2 separate regions of the Sus scrofa genome follow, and region 1 is linked to region 2. A link is a contact called in public Hi-C data. All regions are on one chromosome and are shown on one strand. Each heading gives the region's core, a stretch centred on a gene start, on an enhancer-like site or on the middle of the called end of the contact. The rest is flanking DNA. Distances are from core to core; before and after follow the strand shown.

Region 1 (4,433 bases), core at 261-2,760, 230 kb before region 2:
GCATCTACCTAATGGGTTTTTCATGAGGATGCAAGAAAAGAAGTCACATTCTTTGGCTTCAAGTTGCTTATAATTTAACCAATAGAATTATGAATCATGAAGTTTATCAATAAAAATACATAGCTATAAAGGCTATGGACTCAAAGCCTGGGGAAGACAATCAATGCTAAAGGGATCCAGAGGACAGGAGAGTCAGTTAGTAGGAGTAATTGACAAGGGCTTTCAGAAGGAGGCAGGACTTAGACTCATCCTTGGAGGATGAAAACTATTTGGAAGGGGGCAATATTCCAGGAGGGAGTGACTACATGTGTAAAGGGGCAAAATCTTAAAAGATAACTGTGAGTGAGGTCATCAATAAAGAAAATTCATATAGCCGAGTAATAGAGAAATACAGGGGAAAAAGAAAAATTTATTCCTAATTATAGAAGGTCTTGAGTAACAGGTTAAGGAATTTGGACTTTCTAGTCTAAATCTTGCAAAGGCAATAAAAATCACACAAACAATTTAAGCTGAGGACTGACATGATTATGGCATAGTTGTCAGGGCCATTTAACAACTATTTGCCAACAGAGGAGAAAAAAGATAATTTGGATGTTGATTTCTGAGTAAATCCTAACTACCCCTCAATTCCTGCTGCACTAACCATTTTAACTAGCATTCATGTGTCTATTTCTCTGTAATATATTCTACTCCCAAATAGCCTGATTTCTCCCATGGATCTCTCAAACCAAAGAAGAGAATAGGGTCTCCTTCACCTGAGTCTCAAGTATAAGCTCTGGTCTTGGCCAATTACCATGGCTATGACCCCTGAGACTAAACTTGAAAGTGGGGATATCTTAAATGGCTACAAATACCAGGAGTACTAAAAGAAAAAACATTCATTATAGTCTCAATGAGATTGGGTATAAACTGTAACCATATTAGAGTATTTCCCTTTAACAACTGTCCATGATTTAGGAGATAGGGGTCAAAATGTAGTATTCCATTAAAAGCCCTCTGTAATGTGCTTCTGGTCTATCTTATCAACCCCCACCATTCCATTTCATTTCTAGCCACTGGGGTCAAGTAGGCACATAAGCCATACATCTGATGTCCTTAGATTTTTTTTTCCTTTCTGAATTGCCTTCCCAGAATTTCTGCTTTCTACCTCTCTATAAGGGAGACAGACTTAGGGCATCAGTTCAATTTAATATGTAGTTACCAAGTGCCTACTATGTACCATGTACTAGGTATATCAAAGTGAAAAGGACTATATAGTATGGGAGTTACTATGCCAATTGGGGAGGCAAGATGTGGAAATACAGGACTCTATCACAAGGCAAAGACCTGTGGGATGCAATGCCAAGTCTGCTTTGCTGTGTTTACAGTCCTGGTTGCATACCTGAACGATTATAAGCCCCTAAAATGCTGTCTCAAGAGACATCTATCTTTATATCAGGCTGTAGAGCCTTTAAGCCTGCAAGGAATGTACTTACTTCTCCATCACATACACTAGGGGGCAATATTGACCTAGTTGAGGATCTTTCCTGGGTGTAGTGTGGGATGAATGTATCTGGGTATGGCTCAAGCCATGGTCCTGGGCATCATATTAATTCAGCTCCTTTTGCCTGGGCTCTGAATGGCTTCCCACAAAGACGCTCTATGGATCTTTGGCAAGATTCCTAGGTGGATAATGGGTCCAGTCCATTTTTTCCTCCTTCTGCCACACCAATCAACTGCTCCAACCCACTGTCCAGAGTCAGAAACTGCCAAAGATAACCGTGATCAAGTAGGCTTCCTCTTCCTTTCCCTGAGAAATCTGCATCCCTGTATTTCAACTCATCTTCCCAACAGCTCCCATTTGTTGGAAGGCTGAGACATATTGAGATGCCCCTTTCAATTTCCCCTTCCCTCACCTTTTGATGAGTACTCAAGGTCCATGCTTGGCCCTTGTCCACTCCCCATGGAGACTTCTGACCTGATTCTTCCTTCTTTTCTAGAGCATGTATATGAAGTGGCCAGGTAAGATAGCCCCTCTCCTCTTGTATCTTCTGACCCCTTCTTTGCTCTCAATATTTTTGGTTACTGGCATAAAGGAAAGGAGGTTTGGCACAGTACCAATCTTAAGCCCAGAGGCTGTCAGGGTGAGGGCACAACTTTCTTCCCTTTCTGAAGCACCTCCTATGGTTCTGTCCTGGCCCAATGAAAACACAAAATAATTCAGATTCACCCAACCTCTATAATCCCTGGGTGGCCAGTGCCTAAGGATCAGTTGGCAAGAATTGGGGCAGAAAGTTGGGAAACCAGGGTCCCAGATTCAAATTTCTTCTCATGGGTTTTGGGTTCTTTGGCCACAGGGTGCATGCCAGGGAGGCCAGTGACTCTGGTGAATCCATGAGGGTGGCCATCTTCGCAAGTGGCTGCTCCAGTGAAGATCCACCTTCCCAGACTCTGGGCAACGACTATTCTGATGAGCCTTGCCTAGGCCAGGAGTACCAGATCATCGCCCAGGTCAATGGTGACTACACTCGCTTGCTGCACACAGTTCCCCGGAATTATGAGCATCCGACCACTAAGGGCAAGGGTGTCTGCTAAAAGTATCCTATTCGGCAAGGGTCTATAAACATGGTTGCCTACTCAGTCCCAGCACTCTGCATGACCCCTTTTCCTAATATTTTTTCTTCCTGGATTGTCCAATGTATCTTTCCTGCCAACTCTGGAGTCCCTTGGCCTAAGCAGCTGTCATATGCACCTCAAGCAAGACTGCTACTGGTCAGGCTCTAGGCCCTTCTAGTATCCCTGCCTGTGGCTTCTGCTGCTTCTCTCCAGACACCAGAGGGAATTTCACATATAACTAGTACTTTGTCATCTTGCCTCTAGACACCAATGAATTTTGACTTCTTACCACCAGAGGGATGCTCAGCTCTGCCAGCTCAGGGGACCAGTTAGATTCAGGATCACTTTCCTTTGTCTAGTACCAGATAGCTTTTAATTGAGATTATCATGTAACAGGCCAAAGTTCAGTTCTGCTCCTGCACTGTGAGTCTAGTGTTCTCATACCCTTTTGATGCTCAATAAATATCTAAACATAATAGCAATCTTGGTCATATTGGTCTTCTCTCAAGGACCTAAGAAAAGCGATTGAAGTTAGACTAGTTGAGATAGTTGGGACCCTGGAAATATGGATAGCACCTTTGATTTTTTTGTTTTTTCTCCTTCCCATCCATACTACCCTTACCTGATTTGAGCAGTGAGCTCACAAGAACACAATTGATCTTTGGTAAAACAGTACTCAACTTCTTTCTGTTCTCTTCCTAATCTTCCTGCCATATCTATCTGGATGACTCTTCCTGGGTCAATTAGAAACCTAAAAATAAGGAATCTTTCTTTTTTTCTCAGGGGACTGTGGGTACAGAGATAAAGAGCTCCCCTTCTTTCCAAAGTATGGATATCACCCTCAAAGATTTCCACCTCCTAGAATCCTAAAATCTTTGGAGTAGTTTTATTCTTCATAGGTCATCTTTATCTCCTGGTCCTTTCCTAAAACATAGGGTGGGGTAAAAACAAGGAAGTATTTCTCCTCAAGCAGGAATAGGCACGAGGTGTGTAAGTGTGTCTGTGTGTGTCTGTGTGTGTTTATCTGTCTGTATATGTTCACACAGACATATACCTTTAAATTAATCTACCTGGAGAGGACGTGTTCTGGGCCAAGTTCAGCATTGCTTCCTTTCCTTCATGTAATTAATGTCAAATAAACTTCTTCACTCTCCATGGAAGCTGACATGTGCTATTTTCGGTTACAATGCAACCCCAAGTTCAGCTCAGATTTAATCACGATCCCCTATGAATTGATTACAGAAGTCAAAATTGTACACAAAGTGAACAAAGAATCTTTTGCTTTGCACCACCAACCCGCTAAGTCCATAGTTAAAACCTCAGCATTTTCCTCACCCCCAGATGCCAATTTCATATGGCTGGTGAAAAGAACAACTTCTTCCCCATAATGCTTACAAGCCTCTGAAACAAGACACCCATCAAGTGGAAACCTCAGCTTCCTTCATGAAACAGCTGTGTCCAAACCCAAAGCCTTTGAAAACATCCATTATCCATTCCTCTTTCCTTTAGTAAAAGGAATTATTGGAACTAGGAAGAGAATCCTAGTTGCATTTCCATTAGTAAGAAGAGCATCAAATCCAGGGACTTCTCTAATCCTCCACAGATGCTGTGGACCCCCAGGGAAATATCAGAGTTTTTTGTCTTAGAGAGCTTAGGGATTATATATTCTAACTCTTCCATATTACAGATGAGTAAATGAAGCCCAAAGAGGAAAAGCGACTTGTGTAAAGTCACACACACCAAGTCAGTGGTAGAACAGAGACCTAAAGTTGGGTCTGTGAACCCCTAGGAGCATATATTTATTATAGCAGGCCACTTCTGGAAGTCATCTCTGCTCC
Region 2 (4,586 bases), core at 484-2,983:
CAGTCTCTGGAAATGGGAGCCCCATGTTTACTCCTGGAAGTCTGATCACAGATGGCACATTCCTTTGGTCCCTGGAGTGTCTCTGAATGCTGAAAGATCCTACAGCCCTTACCTGGCTATCATATAGCACATCTCTTCTGATAATGATGATCACAGTGAAGGGACACACCTTGGATTGGAGATGGGAATGACCACTTTGGCATTATCTCCATGGCATGATTACAGGAGCTGAGGTACCCTCCCACTGCATTCATCACCCCCAGTGGTATCCAAGTTCCAATATTCCTTGAAGGAAAGGTACAGAGAGCACACTACCTCAGAGAGAATATGTTGGCTTCCTTCTATAAGGGAGAAAAAAACATGTAACAGAGGCCATGTTGTACAGTAACAAGAATGTGGGGTTCAAATTCCAACCAGATATCAGCTGAGTGCAATTAAGTTATCTAACTTCTGAGTCTCATCACTAAAATGGAGAAGAGGGAGTTCCCACAGTGGTGCAGTGGGTTAATGACCCCACTTGTCTCTGTGGAGGCGCCAGTTAGCTCCCTGGCCAGGAGCAGTGGGTTGAGGATGCAGCACTGCTGCTGCTGTGGTGTAGGTTGCAGCTCTAGCTTGGATTTGACTTCTGGCCTAGGAACTTCCATATGCTGCAGGTGTAGCCAAGAGAGAAAAAAATGGAAAAGAGATCACTTATATCTTTCAGAGTTGAGAGAAAGGCTCTGTGTGCTGACAATTTTTAAAGCATCTAGCACAGCCATACTCCACCTAATAACTTCTCTTTTCTCCCATATTCAGCACCAAGGATAGGATTAACTGGAGCCATCCGAAGTGCAGACTACCAAAGTTAAAGTCTGCCTCTTTTGTTATGAAGGCTGAGGTTAGCCTTTGTTTTGAATTATTCTGGACAAGCAAACAGAAGTCATTCCCAAGAATCAGACATTATGGTGGAAGCTACCTGTAGTGGAAAAGTCTAAGGAGCAAAAAGTCCTTCCCTTACCTGGTCAAACAGTTGCTTGCCAGTGGTGTTGGGCTGGATGGCAAACTCCAGCTCTGCATCCATGGTGGTCACACGGACATTGATCTAGGATGAAATCAAAGGAGGCAAATTAGTTGTCTTGCTCTGTGCTCAGCAGAGCTTGGGACAAGTCTCTGGAGAGGGAACTAAGATGCAAGAACATAGTAAATTTAGACATTGGTGGGAAGAGAGACTATTGAAACAAACAATATCCCAACCTTGACTTCCAATCAATTTACTGAAGACGGGGTGGGGGGCCGGCGGGGGGGACCTACAGCTACAGGGCAATGCTCACCAAGGGGCAAATAAAAAATGCAAATCAACCTGCTATTGAGAGAAAGTAAGTGTTAACTGTACTTCTTCCAGGAAGCCTTCCCCACCTATACCAGCCAGCTCCAAGCCCACAGCGTTCTCTCCCCATCTCTGCTCTGGATTATCTAAAGATAATCTTTAGATAATGGCCTGGATTATCTAAAGCACTGGTCTTTGCAGAGCCAAGTTAAGGACAGGATAAAGAGCACTGGCTTAGCACCATAACTGGCTCACTCTACAACCTTGCATAAGTTTTATCCCTTTCCTTAGTGCCCCTCATCTGTTCAAGGGCAGGAGTGCAGGGGATGGAGGTTGTCAGTTACACTAGATGACTACATAGTGCTGACATCTATGGTTCTATATACTGACTTGCATTGTTAACACTTCCTGTATTTGTGTCTCCTTGGTCTCCCTAGGCACAAGAGAGGAAAGGGGCCTCAAAAGAGATGGGTGTGGGCAACACAGAGGTGTTCCTAAGTCAGCAGAGGGAAAAGAGACAGGGACAGGCCCAGATGAAAATAACAAGTAGGCACACATAGGATTTCATAGGCACTAGAAAAAGTACCTTCTACCTTAAAGAGCAGATCCCATAGCCAAGGTCAATGATAGCTGAAATTTTATCAGTAGAGATTTGTTCCTTTGGCTTGAAAACTTGATAATGGTGGTAAGAATACTAATAGCAACCATAAGCAGTAGCTTTCATGTATGGAGACGTATTATTCACTAGGCACTTTATATGACTGCCTCATTTAACATCAACAATCCCCCTGTGAAGTAAAGAACACTATCTCCATACTGGGGATGAAGACTTAGATATTTGTCTAAAGTCACATCACTACTAAGTGGAGAAGACAGGGTTTGAATTCAGATCTACAGCCAAACCTCACAATTTAAACCAATATATTAAGTCCCCATTACATCAAAGTAAAAAATATCTCTGTTAAAAAAAAATCAAAGAATAAATTTTTTAGTTGTTAGATATTTTGCTTAAGTAACCTATATGGTACAGTCACAAGATGGCTTTTAATTTGGTCATATAAAATATTTATAAAGACTATTTCATGCCCAGGGAAAAAAGAGTTCAGTAATATTAAGTAAGGAATAGTAACCAACAAGACATTACGAGCTCAATTTTCTAAAAAGTATGAATACAGAGGTTACTGGAACTATACCCAAGTGTTAGTCAGTCTTGGTTTTGGGGTAGTTATGTTATGAGTACATTCTCCATTTTTTAAATTAAAAATCTACATTTTCTAGGATGCTCACATATTAGTTGTCCTTTAGGGGAGGACTAAAAATATAATTGTCAAAGATGTAAATCCCCACAGAGTGAGTAAGACATTAAGCCTTATCAGTCTTCGACACTTCTGGGCCTTTCCTGAGCACAGGGGTCAGCTAGCGGGGAAGAGGGGGCCAGACAGCAATTTTGCCAGCTAAACAATTCTGATGAGGACCAGGCCTGAGGAACAATTTTGTAAATAAATCTCACCAGGGAGCCAAGGAGGAAATCTATTTCAGGATTGACAATGGGACAGGAAAGGCCATGAAGGCAGGAACAAGTATGGCAAGTACCCCAGTGGGAGACAGAGAGCAAGGTTAGCCACTTTGACTCAGCGTTACCTAGGCTTCCTTCCAATCCGGTAACCTCCATAGAATGGACTTTCATAAGGTAGAGAGAATGTGGCCTAACGGGCTGAAATTTGGCCTGATCATCTAGCCTTAAATCACCCTTGAGCTGACAGGGAAGATCTGAAAACACCAATGACTTGACAGGATAGGAAAGAGTAGAAAAGGGACAGTGGGCCTTTTAGTACTTTGAAAGATACCATTCTCATTCGCACCTCAAGGTTTCTGTCTTAATGAACGTTACCTCTCTAATATTCAAGACTCATTGGATACTCACAAGACATTGGCTAAGCAAAGGGATATAAGAGGTAGGTATAGCATAATATATGACTCAGAGGTGGGAACATTTTACATCTTGACTTTTTTTTGTGCAATGGACCCTTCTGGGCAGTTTGGTGAAGTCTATTAACACCCTACTCAAAATATTTGTAAATGCATGAAATAAAGTATATAAGTATATAGAGAAAAGAGATCAACTATATTGAAAGAGTTACCAAAATTTAATACATACTTATTTATTATTATATTATATAATTATCTAATACTGGGTCTTATTAGTTATTACTACTGTAATTTCAACTTTGTCTTCAGTATAAACGATATTTTTGGAAAACAAATATGTAATTTTCCTCCCTCCAAGTTCATAGATCATTCCCATTTCAAATTACACCCATGGACTTCATGGAGGCCTCAGGACTCCTAAGAAATTTATTTCAGGTTACCCAATATTAATGGAATATTATGTCTAAGAACATATGGTTGCAGTAGGGCTGTAGGACCAGTCCCTGACCCCAAGGTACTTACTGAATAACAGGAAAATTATAATATACGAGGGAAACCCTGAAAAGTGCCATAATAGAATAAAATAAATATGTTTTTGTGGAAATATGGATCCACAGGTCAAAGTATTTCCACTGATCTCTAAGAATAACCTTGATTTTGAAAAAGGGAGCATGGGAGTCGGGAGAAGAGCACCCAAATGCCCCAGGTAGAGAAAGCAATACATGTGATAGCCCAAAAAGAGACATAGGTGCAAGTATGCAGGCCTACTCTGGTGTAAATAAGGCCTGCAGGGTGAAGAGTGGGCAGAGAGGCTGGAAAGGAGATGGAAGGCCTTGAAAAATATGCTAGAATGTTGGGCCTTAACCGTGTTGAGAGTAGCCAACTAGCCTGAATGTTCTGAGCAGGGAGGAAACTGAGGAAAGGGGTGTGACTCCAGGGAACACTCCACAGCCTAAAAGTTCCGTTTAATTCACACTATTGGGAAGAATTTTCAAAGGAAATTCAGTCTCTTGCAGATCATGTTAATAGCAGGTCATGCCAATCTAGCATCTTCTGTTAAATATTTAACTCAAATATTTATTAAATAAATATTTCTTAAATAAATCAGTTGGTAGAAAAGTAATAAGCTAGGGTTAGGATTAGGCATGTCAGAGAGGCTAGTATAGTCCACACTTCTTTCTTCCTAGATAGGACATCACCCCAGAACGAAGGCTCTCCTAAAGTATGAAGCTGTCCAGGTGAAACCAAACTGGAACCTACTTCTCCAGAGTTCCTGCTCAGAGTTTCTGTCATTCCACTGTGGCTGCTTCTCCAGGGAAAGCAGCCTGTGGTTTCCTGAACTTCACTATGG

The links. Hi-C and Micro-C count contacts between places; a contact is called where the count stands out from the background.
Region 1: a Hi-C map of alveolar macrophages shows a contact between it and region 2, with 2.3 times the contacts expected there. The contact joins two enhancer-like sites. A contact is called at or near these places in 4 of 47 Hi-C or Micro-C datasets (alveolar macrophages, embryonic fibroblasts, retroperitoneal adipose tissue and 1 more) and 1 of 2 datasets of contacts at active chromatin or transcription factors (alveolar macrophages).

The regions. Positions count from the first base shown.
Region 1 is chrX:52,174,923-52,179,355 of Sscrofa11.1, reverse strand. VSIG4 (V-set and immunoglobulin domain containing 4) reads left to right here. Exons shown (of 8, transcript NM_001244102.1): 7 at 1,980-2,001; 8 at 2,337-3,071. The coding sequence ends at 2,574. Among named protein-coding and RNA genes, the nearest start is that of VSIG4, 21 kb to the left of the region's middle. Within about 2 kb of position 1,510, at least 1 of the 83 cell types and tissues checked has an H3K27ac peak or open chromatin away from gene starts, as enhancers often do. A contact at or near this core is called in alveolar macrophages, where this site is marked.
Region 2 is chrX:51,940,083-51,944,668 of Sscrofa11.1, reverse strand. MSN (moesin) reads right to left here. Exons shown (of 13, transcript NM_001009578.1): 2 at 998-1,081. Among named protein-coding and RNA genes, the nearest start is that of MSN, 39 kb to the right of the region's middle. Within about 2 kb of position 1,733, at least 2 of the 83 cell types and tissues checked have an H3K27ac peak or open chromatin away from gene starts, as enhancers often do. A contact at or near this core is called in alveolar macrophages, where this site is marked.